Regions from separate parts of the Sus scrofa genome. Here all the other regions are linked to region 3. Evidence: chromatin contacts called from public Hi-C and promoter capture Hi-C data. All regions are on one chromosome and are shown on one strand. The core of a region is the stretch at or near the end of the contact, and the rest is flanking DNA. Distances in the headings are between cores, read along the strand shown.

Region 1 (4,249 bases), core at 1,499-3,998, 190 kb after region 3:
ACCACCAGGATCCTTAACGCACTGAGTGAGTCCAGGGATCAAACTTGCGTCCTCATAGAGACTAAGTCAGGTCCTTAACCCACTGAGCCACAACAGGGAACTCCATAATAGTGTTTTTTTTTTTAGCCCCACTTAATAGATAAGGGAACTAAAGACCCAGGGACGTGAAGTCCTGGCGTAAAGGGACACAGCCAGGAAATGGTGGGGCCAGGATTAGAGCCCAAGCTGCCTCAGGGTCTCGGGTGTAGACAGCTGCCTTTCCTGTTGTTTAACATCTGGAGATCTGTGGCTCCCTCCCTCCCCAGCCCTGTCAACAGCGGCTGAAGCCAGTGGTGGTGCTGGCCTCTCAAAACCTCCACCAACACCCCCACCCCCTCCGAATCTTTGAGAGGGACCCTTGCAGCTCTCTCCAAATACAAAGGATATGTGAGGGCAGCTTTAAGAAGAGGACTCTGGCTGTGCTTCCAACCAGGCTGCTCTTGCCAATCCATCCTTGGTAGAGGTTCTCCAGCTGCTGCTGCTGCTTCATGTCGCATCAGATCACGTCCCTTCTCGCCTCCAAATCCTCCCCTGGCTCCCGCCCCACTCAGAGTAAAGCCATAGTTTTCTCCAGGGCCCACGCCCGCCCCCCATGATCTGCCCCCATCACTCCTCTGACGTCAGCTCCCACCCCTCTCCTCCCTCACTGGCCTCCCTGTTCTTCCTTAAATGCTCCTATCTCGGGACCTTTGCATTTGCTATTTTCTCTGCCTAGGATGCTGTTCTACCTCCAGGCAGCCATGTGACTCTCTCCCCTCCTTCAAGTCTTTGTTTAAATGGTGTATCTCAGAAAATCTTCCCTGACCACTCTTTTTTTTTTTATTTTTTATTTTTGCCATGGTATTCAGAAGTTCCTGGGGACAGGGATCGAACCCTCACCAGGGCAGCGATCGGAGTTGTGGGATCCTCAACCCGTTGAGCCACACGGGAACTCCCCTGATCGCCCTATTTAAAACAATGATCTTTGTATTCCCACCCCTCTTCTATCATGTGACATAATCTACTTACCTGTTTGCTCACTGTCTCTTAGCCCTGCTAGAATGTAAACTCCACCGGGCCTGTTTTGTCCACTGATGTGTCCCCAATGCCTAGCACAGTGCTGGGCATGTAGAACACGCTTAATAAAAATCTGTTGAATGAATAACTTGTGTTTTCATTCCCATGTTGCAGATGTAGCAACTGAGGCACAGAGACCTTAAGCTACATGCCCAAGGTCATGCCACTATTTAAGTACTAAGAACTAAGATTGGAAATGGGGTGTTGCAGCCCATGGAAATACATTGCTAATGACTCTCCTACGTGGCCATGCTGAGCAAGCTGAGGGACTAAGATACCAGCTCTCCCCCTGGGGATGCAGGGTTGCTGAGGTTTGACGACGGTGTGGTGAGCCCTGTCTCTCTCTCTGTACCTTCAATTCTCTGAGTCAAGGGAGGACTCGGTCTAAGCTACCTATAACCGTCCCCCCACCAAGCCCTCCTGGACTCCTGCCATGGCTAAATGCTCTCAATTTGGGGGTGGTTAATCAGTCAATCCAACAAGGTAAAGAGAAAGGGATTATGTATTTACATGAACAAGGTGCGTGATGGTTGATGGGTCACCCCCTCAGATGTGGTGACGTGGCAGAGGTGAGGACAGCGTGGAGATTGCCATGTGGGGTAGCATGGGTTGGCTGTTGTGGCATGAGCATCAGGATACAGGAAGTGTGATGACATCACCAGAATGATGAGGGCAGTTGGGGGTAGGGGGAGAGTGACAATGAGGTGATGAAGGTGACTGGGTGAGGGTGACATGGCTAATAATATTAGCCCAAATCACCATATCAAGTTGGGCATATCACTAGAATAATGCAGAATTCTTAACAATCATCCCTGATGTTGGTGTCCTTGTGTGGATTTTACAGATGAGGAAGCTGAGACTGCAAAGGTGTGATTAGGTCAAGGTTACCCAGAGGTTTAGTGGTGAAGTCAGAATCCTGGCACGCCCTGAGTAAAGGGCTTTCATACCCGGAGTACATGAGAGGTGACTTGGGGAAATGACAGAGACACGAAGAGAAGAAAAACTGTAGGGCAGGGTGGCTCTTCATGGTGAAAACTAGAATCATTAGACGTGGGCAGTGACTGTCAGAGGAACAAAGGTGACGACGAGGAGGGATGGCGACAAAAGGGGTGAGCATGACCTAAGGGAAGCCAGAGAGCGACTTAAGGAGATGGTAACAGGAGGCATGCGAAGGTGACACGGAGGTATGACGACGATTTCTGAGAAGAGTGATAGCAATAAAAGAGGGGTGCAGGCGACACGAGACGGCGACTACGACTTAACGGGTGGGGCGACTTCAACAGGTGCTGATAATGGGGGCTTAAAGCGAACGAAATCTTGTCAAGGGTGATGATGGCGACATAAGGGGAACGGTAACGATTTAAGCAGGATACAACATGCGGAGGAATGGCGACATACAGGGACAGAGGTCGATGTGCAGAGAAGAGATGCATTACAGACGAAGGATAACACGAGGAGGACGGCTGAGGCGCCGCGCCCCCAGATCGCACATTACCTGCTCTCCACGTCTCCCACTCGGGACCCAGCCCAGCACGCACCTTTCAGGCTGGAGCCCCGCCCGACCGCCCCCCGCGGCGCGCAGGCGCACTCCGGCTGGACTGCGGGCCGGCGGGGGCCGGGAAATTACCTTTCTCATTGGCTGCGCTCCTCGCCAGCGAGGGGCGGAGGGAAGCGCCTGGGAGACGGCGGGCGGTCACGTGACAGTTGCAGCTGCGCCCTCGCTGGTGGCTCCCCAGCGGGCTAGAGAAGCCGCGAGCGGGTGAGTCCGGCTTCCGGCGGCGAGGGCGGCGCTTCCGGGGCGGGCAGCCGGGCCAAGGGAGGAGGGTCTGACAGTTGGCGCCGCCGGGAGGGCGGGCAGGTGGGCAGGTGGGTGGTGCGAGTGGGCGCGTGCCCAGAGGGCCAGGTGAGGCGCGGGCCGGGGGTGATGGGGTAGGGCTGGGTGAGGTGGGGATGAATGGCGTCCAGGGTTCCGGAGTCAGTCCTGGCGCCGCTGTACGGCTCTGGATTAGCGAGTTCTTTCTCTGAAACTCAGTTTCCTCCTCTGTAGAATGGGGGTCAGAATCTGACTGTAGCATCTTCTTTATGGGTTGTAGTGAGAAATCAGTTCGTGCATGTCGGAGCTCCTTAGCTCAGCGCCTGGCACACTGCTCACTTCGTTACTATACTATTATTGTTAGTATTGTTGATGATCTTTGCGCTTGGTGTGGAAGATCAAGGTGTGGGAGCGTGAAATTGGGGGCCACAGATTTCAGCTCAAGTCCTAACTACACTTTGTGGTCGTGGACCTATATCTTCACCTGTCTGAACTGAATTTTCCTCGTCTCTACAATGAGGGCTAATAGTCTCAATATCATAGCATCACTGTGAGGATGCTGATGAAATGTGCGTGTTGAGTCCTTAGCACAGGGCCTGACACAGTATTAAGTAGGAGCTCAAAAGATTGAGACGCTAATAATGATTCTCAGAGTCATTGGTGTAAATGGGACTTGCAAGGATGTAGAGAGGAGGAGGAAGCTAAAAGATGGCAAAACTTGGAAACTGGAGTTGGGCAAATTGACATCCTGCCATTCTTTTTTTCTTTGTTCTTATGTCTTTTTAGGGCTGTACTCGCAGCATATGTGAGTTCCCAGGCCAGAGGGCGAATCAGAGCTGTGGCTGCTGGCCTACGCTACAGCCACAGCAACACCAGGTCTGAGCTGAGTCTGTGACCCTCACCATAGCTCACAGGAACCTTCAGTCCTTAACCCACTGAGTGAGGCCAGGGATTGAACCCACGTCCTCATGAATACTACTCATTTCCTTACTGCTGAGCCACAACAGGAACTCCCCTGCCACTTACTATTTGATCAGTTTTGCTTAATCCCATTGTGTTAGGTTTTCCATTTTCTTTAAAACCACGGATGCATTTTCCTCCAGTCAATTCAATTGAGAAGGAAAATTTGTGTTCTTTCCTAATGGAAAAGTAGCATTGCTGGCGTGAGAAGAAGGAAAACAACCTGAACACCAATGGAAGCAGAATGGTCTATTAAATTGTAGACAGAACCTGGAAGAATTGAAAACTTACACTGTGTGATTCCATGTTGTCAGATCCCATGGACCCTGTCAAGTTATCTTATACTCTGTTCTCAGCTCACACTTTGCATATGACTGATAT
Region 2 (4,135 bases), core at 1,283-3,782, 140 kb after region 3:
ACAAAAACTGAATGCTGGTCCCCTAAGACTGGGAACAAGCAAGGATACCTGCCCTCTCAGACACGGAGAGAGACAGGATAGCCTGTTCCTTCCTCCTTGTCTGTCTGACTCTGAACTGTGAGGGGTGAATTTTCTTCCCAGCTCCAGTCTGGCCTGTAGTCAGACTCTTCCCACCCTCAGTTATTACAACTTAGCTCTGACTTTGTCCCTCCTGTGGGTACCCAGGGCCCTCAGGACAAAGCCTCAGTACCTCCTCAAGGCCCGGCTGCGGCCCTCCCCTCAGCTTCCCCTCACTCTCACATTCACCAGTTTCTCAAAGGGACCCTTTGCACGGGCTGCTCCCTCTGTATGAAACCCATGCTTATTTATCAACCACCCGTGGCTTTACATGAACTCCTATATATCATTGTTTTTCTTTCTTTCTTTTTTTTTTCTTTTTTTTGTCTTTTTAGGGCTGAACCCATGGCATAGGGAAGTTCCCAGGCTAGGGGTCGAATCAGAGCTGCAGCTGCTGGCCTACACCACAGTCACAGCAACCCGGGATCTGAGCCGCATCTGCAAACTACACCACAGCTCACGGCAACGCCGGATCCTTAACCCACTGAGTGAGGCCAGGGATCAAACCTGCATCCTTATGGATACTAGTTAGGTTCTTAACCTACTGAGCCACAACGGGAACTCCATCTTATATATCCTTCGGGTGCCTGCTCAAACGTCATCTCTTCCAAGAAGCCCTCCTTGCCCTTTCTGACAGTATCAGAGTGCCAGGCCCCTCTTACAGACCTGGATCCATTTCTCAGAGCACTCGGCTGAGTGTGTAATTACACACTCGCTTCACTGGTCATTTCTTTAATGTATGCCCCCTTGTGGACTATGAGTCCCGTGGAGGGCACAGTCACAGTCTGCTGTGTCCCCAGCACCTCCCAGCCCAGGGATGGATACAGAGGAGGTGTCTGCGAATAGCTGGTGAATAAATGTACAAATGAGAAGGAGATACAGGAATTTCTGTCGTGGTGCAGCGGAAACAAACCTGACTAGGAACCATGAGGTTGCAGGTTCAAACCCTGGCCTCGCTCAGTGGGTTGAGGATTTGGCGTTGCCCTGAGCTGTGGCATAGGTCACAGCTGCAGCTTAGATCTGGCGTTGCTTTGGCTGTGGTGTAGGCAGGTGGCTACAGCTCCAATTCAACCTCTAGCCTGGGACCCTCCATATGCTGCAGGTGTGGCCCTAAAAAGAGAGAAAGACCAAAAAAAAAAAAAAAAAAAAAAAAAAAAAGAAAGGAGACACAAAGGAAAGGGCGCTTGCAGTTGTGGGGTCATAGCTATGACAGCTCTCAGCTCCAGGAAATTTCCTATGTGCCAAGCCCTGTCTGGATTCAGATCCTTTGCATGGGCTGTTCCCTCTGCCCATAAAGCTGTTCCACTCCCTCTTCTCTTACCTAGCTCCTATGGGTAGTTCAAGTCTCAGCTCATAGGTTCCCTCCTCCGGGAAGCCTTCCCTGACCTCCTTCCTAGAGTGAAGCAGGTAGCTTTCCTGGGCTTCCCCAGCCAGGTCCCGACCTCTCAGCCTGTGATTCCTGCACCACAACCCTGGCCGCTCTGGGTCTGCCTCCCTGTTGGACTGTGAACCCTGAAAGCGGGCCTGGGCTATCTTGGTCACATAGTGTCCTAGCACCATCCACCGTGGGGCTGGGCACAAGACCAGGTGCTCACTGACTGTTTGCTGACACTGGATAAATGGGCTGCTCCCTCTCACCCCTCTGGTGCTTGGCTCCTGTTCCTCCCTCCACGCGGAAGCCCCTTTGACCTGGCTCCCTCCTCCTCCAGTTTGATGCCAGATGTCACCTTCTCCAGGAATCCTGTCCTGAGCCTGCTCCCCACTCCTCGTGAATTTAGGTTTGTCAGTGTCCCCAGGGCCCAGCAAAGGGCCTGCCACCAAGGCCTTGTGAATGTTTGTTGAGTGAATAAGTGAACAGAGGCATGTTTGGATGACTCAATCAGTGAGACAGAGCGAGTCCGCGATGGGGGAAGGGTCTCCTCAGGCCCATCACAGTCCTGACCACACTGTCCCTTTTACCCTCCCGGGGAGGAGGGTTCTGGCTGGGTTCTGGCCACACCCCAACCCTTGGTGGCTGCCAAGCCTGGAAGGCATTTCGCAGAGCTCAGCACATTCCTGCCTTCCTCGGTGGCTGAGAGTGGGCCGGGGGCATTTCAGAGAGAAGTGAGGAGGCCCCTAGCATTCTGGGATCCTGCCAGCCCCTTCCTGGTCCCCTGTGGCCTCGGAGTAGGCCCCAACTGCTCAGTGGTGGGGGGAGGGGGGCTGGTTCGCAGAGTGGCCAGCTGAGCTGATGTGAGGGGCGAGGTGAGGGCATGGTGGCCGCGCCTGGCTGGACAATGGGACAGAAGCTGCTGACATGCATTTTGGGGGTAATCCCAGCCTCATCCCAGCCCCGGCCCCGGGCCCAGGCTCAAACAGCCAGGAGCGTCCGAGGCAGCGCCGGGTGGGTGTGAGGGGCATGTGGGAGTACCTCTGCTCCCTCTGCCGCCCCCCGGGGTCTGGTGAGTCAGGGCAGGCTGGGGGCCGGGGACCAGGGGATCAGGGTGAGGCCCAGGGGCCTCGGTGTGGGAGTTGGGCAGGTCTGGGTTGAAATCCTAGTGTTACCAATTACCTGCTGTTGGTGACCTTGGGGGGGCATTACCCTCTCTCAGCCTCCTTGTCTGTCATATGAAGGGGACAGAAGAGTGTCGCAGCGTCTCTGGGATCTAGAAGAACTGGGGTTCGACCCCAGCTCTACCACCTCCTGATTGTGTAGCTAAAAACTAGGCATCTGAGTTCCTGTTGTAGCTCAGCAGGGTAAGAGTCTAACTAGTATCCATGAAGATGCAGGTTCGATCCCTGGCCCCAGTCAGTGGGCTCAGTGGGTTAAGGATCCGGCTATGCCGTGGCTGTGGTGTAGGCTGGCAGCTGCAGCTCCAATTCGACCCCTCACCTGGGAACTTCAATATGCTGCAGGTGTGGCCTAAAAAAAAACCAAAAAAACAAGACTAGTCATCATCTGTCCACCCACCTCCTTGATTCCAAGAGCTGAGCTTTGGGTGTCCAGCAGAGTATTTAGTACATGATAGGTGTCCCCCAAAACGGCAAGTCCATTAAACAGAGAAGCAGGACTCCCCCATGCCCTCTTCATTTAGGCTAAAAGCCCTGGGACAGGTCTAGCTGGTCCCCTAATTTGTGTGAATCCCAAAATATGTGTAAGTAGCATCCTCTCTGTGCCAGGCATTTTTCAAAGTTTTTAGTCTCTTTTAACTCATTTTATCTTCACCAAACCCATAAGGTGGGCACTTTTACTAAGCTCGTTTTTTTCATTCAATTATGTATGGGTTTATTTATTTATTTATTTGTCCTTTAGGGCCAAACCTATGGCATATGGAGGTTCCCAGGCTAGGGGTCTAATCAGAGCTGTAGCTGCCACCTATGCCACAGCCTCAGCAACACTAGATCCGAGCCGCATCTGCGACCTACACCACAGCTCACGGCAATGCTGGGTCCTTAACCCACTGAGTGATGCCAGGGATCGAACCCAAAACCTTATGGTTCCTAGTCAGATTTGTTTCTGCTGCGCCACGACGGGAACTCATTTATTTATTTTAATGTTTTCCCCCACACCTTCGGCACGTGGAAATTCTCCGGCCAGGGTTTGCACCTGCACTGCAGCAGTAACCTGAGCCACAGCAGTGACAACGCTGGGTCCTTAACTGCTAGGCCACCATGAAATGCCCCCATCCTTGTTTTAGAGATGAAAAACTGAAGCCCAGAAGTATGCTTTAACTTGCTGAAGATCTCACAGCCAGGATATGGAAGTTTATTTTAGGGGCCCCAGGAACCAGTGGGGGCCTTGCTTGGGTCTGGAAGCCAGGGAATAGTGCTGGTGGGGTGCTGAGTCTCCAAGCGGCACCAGCAACGTGCAAACCCTGGGAGCGGGGCTCATAGCAGAGGGTTCAGCTCAGGCGATGGAGCGGCGGCCGGACTGCCCGACTGACCGCCTGACCGACAGACCAGACCGACCAGGCTTCTCTTCTGTGGATCCCACCCCCTTGCGGGTGGATGTAGCTGGGAAATGGGGATGTTTGTTTCC
Region 3 (3,707 bases), core at 470-2,969:
GACATTTTAAAGTCGTTTTAAAATGATTAAAAAAAAAAAAAAAAGACAGGATTTCTAAGCGCACTTCCAAGCAGGGACTGAGAACCGAGAACCCCGCCCTCTCCGCACGTCCGTTTTGGACACAGCCGTCATCCCTCAATTGACCGGCAGGTGGCGCCACCTCCACAGGCCTCAAAGGTTGGGGAGGGCGTCCTCCTTTGACTGTGGGTCCTGAGGAGGGTGCTGAGGTGGAGGGGCATACAGGAGCCACAGTCCAGCAGTGGGAATCCCAAGGCCTGAGTTCTAGCCTGTTCCTGCCCTTCCACGCCGTGGGTCCCGGAGCCAGCGTCTCCTGGTCTTTGGGCCTCCGTTTCCCGCCTGACCAGGAGGGAGTAGTTCTTGGAGAAATCTTCGCGCCCAGAGGGTCTCAGATTCTGGCTGGCGGAGCCCTCAGCTCCGGCGCAAGTGCGTCGCAACCAAGGGGCCCCCCAGACAAATCCATTATTCTGAGGCTAAGGGGGACCTGGGACGAGGGCGCGCGCTCAGGCCGGGAGAAAGGGTCATGGGGGGATGCTGCTAAGGGGACGTCGGGCGTATGGACACTTTTCAGACCGGTGGGGCCCAGTAAGGGAGGAGGCTGCCCGGTTAGGAGCCTTCGGGACCCCGATCCTGCCGTCATCCCTCCCGCCTTTTCTCCGCGTTAACCCCTTCCCAGCCCCGCCCCCGGCGCGGCTCGGATTACTAAACGCATTCGCAGAGACCGAGGCGGGAGCGGAGCCCGGGGCCTTTGTAGCGGAGCGCTGGGCCGCAGGGCGGGGGGTGGGAGTACTGGGCAGACTGTTTCCTTCGATCTCGTCACCCGTAGACAGGAAGAGTGACTATAACCCCAAATCTATAGGAAATGCTGGATCTCTTGCCGCGAAATCACTGGTACCTCATTGAAGCCTGGAATCCTCTAATTCTAGGAAACTAGAGCATCCTGAACTCTCATGAAATCTGAAGGCCCCCCACCTCCACACAATTTTCCACAAGCCGCTCCACCATCCACTCAAAACTCCATGTCTTCCTAACACATTAGGAAAAGGTCACTTTTAATTAATTCAGCGGTTCCTCAACCCTAGAAAACGAGGACATCTCACGTCCCCCATAAAGGCTCTTAATAACTTCCCATACTCTTCCTCTTTAGGCATCCAAGAAGCTTGGGGGACCCTCTTCCAGCTCGGTCCCCCATCCATCATCTTAGAAGGCAAAGCCCCATCCCCAAATAAACTGTGACCTTCCTCCGAATAAACTCTAGAATTCCCTGGAGCCGTATCTGTCTCTACCGCACGGGAGGAGAATCCCTCCGCTTGAAATCTCAGAACACCTCAGATTCTAACCTCTGCGAAATAGAGGGCCCCAATAAATCCAAGGGCTCTGGTTCTTCATCCCTATCCCGACGCAGCGGCAAAATCCGAAAGTCCTGGTCTTCTTGGGCTGCCAGACTTATTGAGTGGAAGGGGCACAAGGAAGAGGGGGCCGAAGCAGGGCTTACCCGGCCGGGCGGCCCGGGATCACCGCAACCTCGACGGCCTGGCTGGGGCGGGCGGCGGAGGCGGCGGTGGCGGCGGCTGCAAGGAGCGGCAGCAGGAGCACCAGCAGGAGGGGGCGGCGGCCGCTGGGTCCAGGCAGCCGCATCGTGTCCGGCGTGGAGTCTCGCTCCAGGCGGCCCGTCTGTCCAGCGGGTCCGGCTTGGCGCGGCCCCGCCTTCCGCCCCCGCCGGAGGCCGACTCATTTTCTCCACTGTCCCAGTCGCGGGCTGTGAACTTCCCGCCAATCAGAGCCCCGCGCCGCCAGGGGGCGCTGCCCGCGCTACCAATCGGGAGGCGACAGGGGAGGGGCTAAAGGTACAGGTGCCGGGCATAGGGCGCTGGGGCCTGGACTTCTCAGTGCTGTGGGGGGTACTGGCTCAGTGAACCCTCTGGCAAAGAAGAGGCCCCAAACGTAAAGGTTTTGGGACCCCTCCCACTCGATGCGTAGGCGGCGGCCAGGTTCCCCTAAACCAGACTCCTACTCAAAGACCTCATCCGTTGGCTGACAGTCCTGGGAGCAGTCCATCCGAATTTGCTCCCAGACTGACTTAGATGCTGAAAGATCCAACGGACGCTACACTGAGCCCCAGGTCTGGCCCCTCTGAGTCCCAGGCCCACTCTGGATCTTCCCGAAGGATCTGCTCTTTCTCAAGGCCCCGTGTTTCAGGGGTTCCAGGCTCAACAAATAGCTTCCTCGGGAAGCTGTAGGTTCTGCCCTTCAGAGGACCCAGGCTTCCCCTGACCCACAGACTCTGCTCCCAGAGGCCTCCGGCTCTGCCCTCCTATTGCATCCCTCTCCACCACCACTCTTAGAGGCTATCACACCTTCTTCCCTGTCTGAATCGTTAAAGGCTCCTAAGGGCACCCCCTCCTACTTCCAGACTTGCAGAATTTCTCCTTAGAGAATTCCAGTCGCCTCCATTCCTAGTGAACTCTGCCATTAGGAGCCCCAAGCCACAAAGGGCCTTGGTCCCCACCTGCACCCATTTTCGTAGGTTCCAGGATCCAAGCCCCTCCCAACTCAAGAGGGTCTCAAACCCAGCCCCTTCCTTTCACTATGTATTAAAGGCCCCGTCTTCTCTCCATGGAATTACAAACCCCCACCTCTCTCCCAAGGGCGCTGCCCCTAGAGCTTCAGAGGCTGCTCCCTAGGTGCCCTCTTCCGCTCTTGAGTTTTAGGCCACAACATTTCCCACAGAGAATTGGGCCAAGGCCCCACATTTAGGATCCCAAACCCTACTCTTTTCATGTTTGTCCCCCTGCAGAGGTTCCAAACGTCATCTCTCACAGCCGTTTTATTCTCAAGCTTTCCCATTCTGTGACTGTGAGCCCTGCCACCAGAGGATCCCAGGCTCCACCCACAGAGGGTATTAGGCCACCAGCCCAGACCGTACAGCTGACCACAGACTAAGGACAGCAATCAATTCAGCTTTGCCCTCACCCCCAACTCCTGTTTCTTCTTCCAGATGGGGAGTGTGCAAGGCGGGCAGGAGACCCCTTCACCCTCCTGCGTTCCGGTGAGGCACACGGGCTGACTCACACAGCCACACTCACATGTTACCGCCACCGACAGCAATCCTTGCCTCCACCCACCCAACACCGAAACCCAGAAGCCTGGGCCCACCCACCACCCAGGGACACACAGCCCCTTGGAGCAGTAACGACGGCTCTCAGGCCCCACTCACTGGCGTTCGTGGGCTGTTGCGGCTCAATGATGGAGTGCCTGGCTCTGCCCACTGAATATGTGCTCTGTGTCCCTGTCTTCGTGTAGCTCCCGTGATCCCTGCTAAAGTGGCCCTGCAGGACAGAACGTCCCTGCCCCTGTCGCCCCTCTCCCCATCTCCTACCCTGTGGCTGGAGCGCTTGCTGGGGGCGCTGCCGAAATTTCTCCCTTCTGCTTGGGATCCAGGGCATCTTCAATGCTCGTTGCTAGGCAACAGCCTCTGGCTCACCACAGCAACTTCCGGGGATGGCGTTGGCTTCCCCTCCCCCCAGAATTTGTGGAGTTCCCAGCCCCTAATCCCTCCCTATCAGTGCCTCTGTCTCCTAGGGTTGCTTCTGTGTCATTCCTGGATCCTGATATGATCTCAACCCTTCAGAATCCCTCAGAGTTCTAGAACCTTGGCATTCCAGAAGCTTCCTCCCTTTGTATGTACT

The links. Promoter capture Hi-C pulls out the DNA fragments that hold promoters and counts their contacts. A called contact is a pair of places that touch in the nucleus more often than the background predicts.
Region 1: a promoter capture Hi-C map of liver shows a contact between it and region 3, with 4 times the contacts expected there. The contact joins the promoter of C6H19orf47 here to the promoter of LTBP4 in region 3. A contact is called at or near these places in 1 of 5 promoter capture datasets (liver) and 1 of 2 datasets of contacts at active chromatin or transcription factors (alveolar macrophages).
Region 2: a Hi-C map of fetal skeletal muscle shows a contact between it and region 3, with 1.8 times the contacts expected there. The contact joins the promoter of PRX here to the promoter of LTBP4 in region 3. A contact is called at or near these places in 7 of 47 Hi-C or Micro-C datasets (embryonic fibroblasts, epiblast stem cells, fetal skeletal muscle and 3 more) and 2 of 2 datasets of contacts at active chromatin or transcription factors (alveolar macrophages and skeletal muscle).

Annotation. Positions count from the first base shown.
Region 1 is chr6:48,643,861-48,648,109 of Sscrofa11.1, reverse strand. It overlaps C6H19orf47, which reads left to right and starts at 2,748. Exons shown (of 10, transcript XM_021094390.1): 1 at 2,748-2,854. It also overlaps a transcript of PLD3 not described here.
Region 2 is chr6:48,690,157-48,694,291 of Sscrofa11.1, reverse strand. PRX (periaxin) reads left to right here and starts at 2,532. Exons shown (of 9, transcript XM_003355926.5): 1 at 2,532-2,558.
Region 3 is chr6:48,829,030-48,832,736 of Sscrofa11.1, reverse strand. LTBP4 (latent-transforming growth factor beta-binding protein 4) reads right to left here and starts at 1,719. Exons shown (of 34, transcript XM_021094399.1): 1 at 1,514-1,719. The coding sequence starts at 1,656.